Regions from separate parts of the Manis pentadactyla genome. Here region 2 is linked to region 1. Evidence: chromatin contacts called from public Hi-C data. All regions are on one chromosome and are shown on one strand. The core of a region is the stretch at or near the end of the contact, and the rest is flanking DNA. Distances in the headings are between cores, read along the strand shown. Region 1 holds the start of LOC118909601 (carbonyl reductase [NADPH] 1). Region 2 holds the start of CBR3 (carbonyl reductase 3).

The links. Hi-C and Micro-C count contacts between places; a contact is called where the count stands out from the background.
Region 2: a contact with region 1 is called in a Hi-C map of skin fibroblasts, with 2.8 times the contacts expected there. The contact joins the promoter of CBR3 here to the promoter of LOC118909601 in region 1. A contact is called at or near these places in 2 of 3 Hi-C or Micro-C datasets (fibroblasts and skin fibroblasts).

Annotation. Positions count from the first base shown.
Region 1 is chr1:188,398,840-188,401,969 of mManPen7.hap1, reverse strand. It overlaps LOC118909601 (carbonyl reductase [NADPH] 1), which reads right to left and starts at 1,386. Exons shown (of 3, transcript XM_036880248.2): 1 at 984-1,386; 2 at 306-413. The coding sequence starts at 1,272.
Region 2 is chr1:188,630,827-188,633,899 of mManPen7.hap1, reverse strand. CBR3 (carbonyl reductase 3) reads right to left here and starts at 1,751. Exons shown (of 3, transcript XM_036899325.2): 1 at 1,302-1,751. The coding sequence starts at 1,590. It overlaps LOC118919399 (a long non-coding RNA gene), which reads left to right and starts at 1,870. Exons shown (of 2, transcript XR_005027494.2): 1 at 1,870-2,089.

The DNA.
Region 1 (3,130 bases), core at 137-2,636:
TCCATGCCTGGTCTTTCCTGGACCATGCTCAGGGACCCCCATGTGTGAGGGGCAGAGAACAAGTAAAGGGCCTGTGGAGGGAGACTTTGACTGAAGAGCTGAGGAAGAGAAAGAGGCACTTGTGCAGGGGATGTTATCACTGATGGCCACTGACAAGTGTGTAGTCCAGAGAAGAGGGGCCCCTGGTCCTGAGGAGACACACCCCGGGGGCCAGTGTAGAGTGCACAGGGCCTGGAGATGAGGTCAGGGGCAGCAGGGCCATATCACACCAGAGTCACTCTGTGGGGGCTGCTCACTAGATTCACCTTGTGGTCTCACCAGAGGCAGCAGCTCCGTGCAGACATCTCGGGTACCAAAAAAGTTGGTTTTCATCGTCACTTCTGCTTGAATATGAAATGGTGTGGAATCATTAGCTTTAGGAGAGAAAGAAAGTAGAAATAATAAATAGTAGTCATGTTGTAAAACTTCCACAGAATGATATAAAGAAAAAAGTGGTTGCAAAATCTGGTGAATTTTGTGTTGCACTGGCATTGAGTTACAGTTGTACTCTTGTCAATTTCAGGGTTCCATAATGTTCTGTAGCGTTGTAAGAGGGTACCATTGGGGGAGGCTGGGTGAAGGGAGCACACATGGGATCTCTGTGAACCAGTTTGTGAAATTTTCTTTATTTCAAAATGCACTGAAAGTTCACCTAACTGCCCTAGAGTACAATCCGAGGGAAACTGTGCCACCTGGAAAACATCCCCAGGAGTTGAGTCAAAGAAACACAAAGGTCCCTCTGGCTGGGACTTGCTCCAATTCCCGCTGGACTCTGCTCTAGCTGTCCCCCCACCCTTCCTCCTTCTCTAGGGAGCCATTCTGGACCCAAAGGCCTAAGGAGCCCCCCAACAACAGCGATCTCCAGACAGATCCAGCCCATCCTGTCTGGGGGTGTTCCGCGTGACCTCCTCGCCTGCCGTCCCAGCACCCAGCCCCTTCCTTACTCTTGAAGGCGATGCCCGCGTTGTTGACCAGCACGTCGAGGCCCCCGTACTCCTTGAGCAGGAAGTCGCGCAGGGCCCGGATGCTCTGCCGGTCGTCGATGTCCAGCAGGTGGAAACGCGGGCTCAGACCCTCGGCCTTAAGCTGCTGCACGGCCGCCTGGCCCCGCGCCTCGTCTCGCGCTGTGAGCACCACGTCCCCCGGGAACTGCCGGCACAGGTCGCGCGCGATGGCGAAGCCGATGCCCTTGTTGGCCCCGGTGACCAGCGCCACGCGGCTGCAGAATGACATGGCTGGGTGGTGGGTCACGCGGCGCGGGCGTTGAGCGTGGACTCAACCGGAAAGGAGCCAGTATAGCTGTCGCCTCAATTTCTGCGCGGTGCTGGGGAGGTTGCACGGCAGCGGGGAGGTGGGGTTAGCGGTGGAGCGCGCATGCGCAGCCTCGGGCCCCGCCCCGCGGAGAAGGCCAAGGCCCCGGGCAGGGTGGCAGTTTGTGGCGCAGCCGCTGATGGCTCGGGCTGCTGGCGGCGGCCGACTGCCCGCTTGGCTGCAGCGAACCCTTCCGTTTGGTCGTGTGACTACATTTAAATTGAACCTTTATTCCTGGATGTCCAAGAGTTTTTCCTCGTATTCCCCCAACTATTCAGCTATTGACAGTAGCACTTGAAGAAATAGGGCATTTGTACAGAATTTTTTTTTTCTTGGTTGACAAAATACCGTTTGACCTGAGTCTTTGGAACTACAGTTGTGGCATAAGCTGAAAGAACAAGACAAGGGATGAAGTGTGTGTGGATTTCTTCCCAAAGAATGTAAAGGCAAAGCTACTGGCTTAGTCTTCACTACTTTTCACCTAATAGTGGGGAACGTTTATTGAATCATCCCGGGATATCTCCCTAGACGCTTGTAGGGTCATCAAGTTACCTGTGTACATGTCCTACAGGGTGCAGGTGCCGGCCGGCTTTAAAGCCCTTTCTCACACACCAGGATGCATCTTATCTCCATTTTAAAGTGAGGAGATGGATCCTCAGAAAGTTTATAAATTAGATTAGCGGCGGGAGAATTGTCTTCCTCACTATTTACTAATAGCAGAGAAATAGAGGACTACACCGTCAAGTTTCGTTTGTGAGCTGCCCTTTATGATAGTCATTAGCATTAAACGTCCATTTAAATGTAATCAAAATAATAGAATTTAGAATTCATCTCTTTATGTTGCATGACCCACATTTCAAGTGCTCAATAGTCACATGGTTAGTGGTCACTGTATTGGACAGTGCAGATAAGAGATATTTCCATCACAGAAGAAAGTTCTGTTGAACAGCTGTACTTTAGATAGATTGAATTATGTTGCGATTGCAAGGGTAGGTTCCCAACCAGTTGCAAAAACCAAAATTAATAACCAAGGAAAGACCTTTATGGGTTTTTTGGACTTAAATTTTTATTGAAAGAATTTCAGATTCACATGCAGTAGTAAGAAGTAATACAGAGATTCCTTATAATTTAGCCAGTTTTTCTCAGTGGTAACATTTTGCAAAGTTATGGTGCTTATCACCATCAGGTTATTCATATCAAAACAATCCACCAATATGTTCAGATTTCCTCAGTTTTATTTGTTCATATTTGTGTATGCATGTGTGTGTGTGTGCACATATTTGGATCTGCAAAGTCTTATTACATGTGTAGGTTTGTGTATCTGTCACTACAGTCAGGACATAAAACATTTCCATCAAGGAATCCCTCCTGTTGTTTTTTATAATCAAACACTTTCTCTTGCCCCCACCCTCTCAACCATATTCCCTGGCCACCACTAATCTGCTCTTCATTTGTAAAATTTAAATATTTCAAAAATGTCGCATCAATGGAGTTGTAACATTTTGGGATTAGTTTTTATTCACTCAGGATAACTGAGAGCTTTGTTTTGAATTTTCTTCCTTATCCAAATGTATGCTTGTTCTGTCATTTGCTGGCCTCTCTCCACACCACTAGCTACTTGCTCCTACAGGTGGAGTGAGCCAGTGTTAGAAGTAAATGGGATGTATTAAATTCATTGAGAGAAACATTAGAGATGACAGCATGGTGTGCAGGGAACTTTGCATATGGTGAGGGGCCTGCTGTTTCAAAAGGCAAATTCTAAGAGGGCCATGAATCATCA
Region 2 (3,073 bases), core at 502-3,001, 230 kb before region 1:
AATTCATATGACAAATGGGAGCTTATCTCTAATTAAAGGAAAAACAAGCTAACTTTAAAACGATTTTTAAGCCACTAGGTGGGTGGTTCTCAAACTTCAGGGCTGGGTCTGAATCACTGCAGGGCCTGTTAAAACAGCTTTCTGGGCCCCACCCCCGGAGTCTGGGATTGAGAAACTCTGGGGCAGAGCTCCAAAATTTGCATTTCTAAGGAGTTCTCTGGTGACGCTACAGCTACTGGTCTGCCAGCCACAGTGACACACTCCTGGCTTTGACCGCTGCTGCTCTTAATTGAACAGGCATAGGAGGTACCTGGGGATTCTGTTAAAATGCAGGTTCGGACTCAGCAGGTGTGGGACAAGGCCTGAGATCCTGAGATTCCAGGAGTGTCCAGAGTTCCAGGAGCTGCTGGTCCAACCGCCCACACTTAGAGGGACAAGGGCTTCCAGCGGACCTCAGGGTTTCTCCACGTGTCGTCCAGAAAGCGGAGTATCAATCCACCAACCCTTCAACTAGTGGCCGAGGGCACGAGCCACCTCCTGCCAGTGCTCCCAGCAAGCCCACAGGCTGAGCTGCAGGAAAACTTAGGCTTCACAGGAGTTCTTTTTACTCCATTCTGCCTCCTAAAGTTTCTCTTCTCTAGTTAAGTGAGGGTGGCCTGATTCTTTCTTCCCATCCCAGCACATGGCAGTTCAATAATTTCCTCCATCGAGTAATAGAGTAAGTGATCTCCTTGACATTTTTTTTACCCCAAAGGAAGATGCCACTTAAAGCCACACTTGCTGTACATTTGATAACAAACCTAAGTTCCTGGGGGAGGGAACCAGGCTCTCTTCCGTTTTGCCAGAGCCTATCAAATCTCTCCATTAAACAGTCTCAAGCCCACTAATGGGTAAATGCGCGCCTATCTTGTTCCAGCGATTTCTTTCCTGCCCGGAGTACATGCCTCCTGGCATTTGTGAATGCACTCTCCAAGGAAAGCGAAAGCCCAAAGTGATCTTGGAGACCCTTCGCCGAGAAGATGTTTTTTGCATGAGACAGAAAGCTTATGAGCTTTGCAGGGCGTGGCTCCATCCTAGGAGGCCGGTTTTCTTGCAAACCAAGCAGCTGACAGTTCTGGGAGGGCTCTAGGCTGCGCTCCAGCGGGCTGGAGGGCTGGGCGCGAGGAGCCGGGTGCCCGGGAGCACCGGCGAGAGCGGCGGGCGCTGCCTATCGGATCACTCAAGCGTACGCCTTGGGGGTGCCGGCGGCTCGCTGCCCTGCACCCTCCGCGCGCCCAGGGACCTCCGAACCCCGGACCTACCTGTGAAGGCGACGCCCGCGTTGTTGACCAGCACGTTGAGGCCCCCGTACTGCTTGCGCAGGAAGTCGCGCAGGGCGCGGATGCTCTGCAGGTCGTCGATGTCCAGCAGGTGGAAGCGCGGGCTCAGGCCCTCGGCCTGCAGCTGCTGCACGGCCGCCTGGCCCCGCGCCGCGTCCCGCGCCGTGAGCACCACGTCCCCCGAGAACTGCCGGCACAGGTCGCGCGCGATGGCGAAGCCGATGCCCTTGTTGGCTCCGGTGACCAGCGCCACGCGGCTGCAGGACGACATGGCTGGGTGGGAGGCGCGCGGGCCGCGGGCCGAGGAGAGCGGACTGTGCTGTGGGTCACCGCGGGCGCGCGCTGCAGAGACCCGGCCACAGTTAGAGAAGCTGCACAGAAGTGTGTTCTAGGATCCAGTGCTGCGACTTCTAGAGACCGAGGCCGCGAGGCTCGGTCCCTCCCCTCCGAGGAGTGGCCGTCTGTTCCCGAAGGTTTCGTAACGCCCCACTCCCGGGTCCAGCCCCTCCCCGTGCTGCGTCCTTTTTTGATCCGGCGTCTGAGCCACGATGTGGTCCGCGGGCGAAGCCGTTGGTTAGCCCCAAAGCAAGACCGGACGGTGAGGGGTTGATGGGGTCTGAAGATTCACTCGGATTGAAGAAACTACTTCAGGAAAGCCCCAAAAGGAGAAAAGCCAGTGCTGAGTAATTTTCCTGGGTATGTGCCCATCAACCCCCTCAAAATGAGATTGCTTCCTTTTTCCTCAAATGCGACAAAATTACTTAGACACGGTGAGTGCTTCTCAGGACATGGATCCCCTTTCTTGCTTAAGCAAGAAGAGAGAAAAGAGGCCCCACGAGTGCATTTACAGGTGTGGACAGCGTACGGTGCTCTGTGTGACTCCTTCTGCGCCCCCAAGCGGGAGGGAATGTTTACGAAGCTCTTACTGTGTGCCAAGCCACTTTCTGGAATGCTTTTAATGAAATCCTTACGTAAGTCCTATGGATGCTAAGTGTCTGCGTTTCCGTTTTGTCCAAGGAGGACATATATAATTTATTTTCTCCCAGTGAAATCGGTGTACTCTCACAGTTACATCTGAAAATGAATCCCCAAAGGTGTGTTAAACTGTGGATAGGCAATTGGAATTTCCTCACCTTGTCTTAGTGTAATCTGTGTTTGATTAGTTACTTTTAGGTTTATGGAGAGGTGTGATCTCATTATGAACCGGCTTTTCCTGAGAGCTGGCTAGGCTGTTTACGCCTCCATCACCTCCACTCTACCTGGTCCAACAAGGGAGGTCGGGAAGGTGAACCCTAACCCTTGCTGTGTGTGGTCCCCTGCTGGGGCTCCACCGATATATTCTTTACTTCTAAAGATTATTTGGAGCTCTAGTGTAAAGACAAAGAGCTATTCAGATTTTCTCTTTCTTCTTGAGTGAGCCTAATTTTTGTTTTTCAAAAATTGTATATATTTCATCTACACTATTGACTCTGTTGACATGAAGTTATTCATAATAAGCCCTTATTAATCCTTTTAATATTGGTAGTGAGGCCATCTCGCTCATTCCTGATATTGGTAATTTGTGTCTTCCATATTTTTTTTTCTGATTTGTGTGGTGAGAGGTTTATCAATTTTATTGATTATCCTCAAGGAAGAAGCTCTTGGTTTCATTTTTTTTCTCTATTTTTTTCTGATTATATTATATTTCTGTTCTAACCTTTATTTCCTCCCTTTTGCCTAATTTGGGTTTTATTTGCTTTTCTAGTTTCTTACCA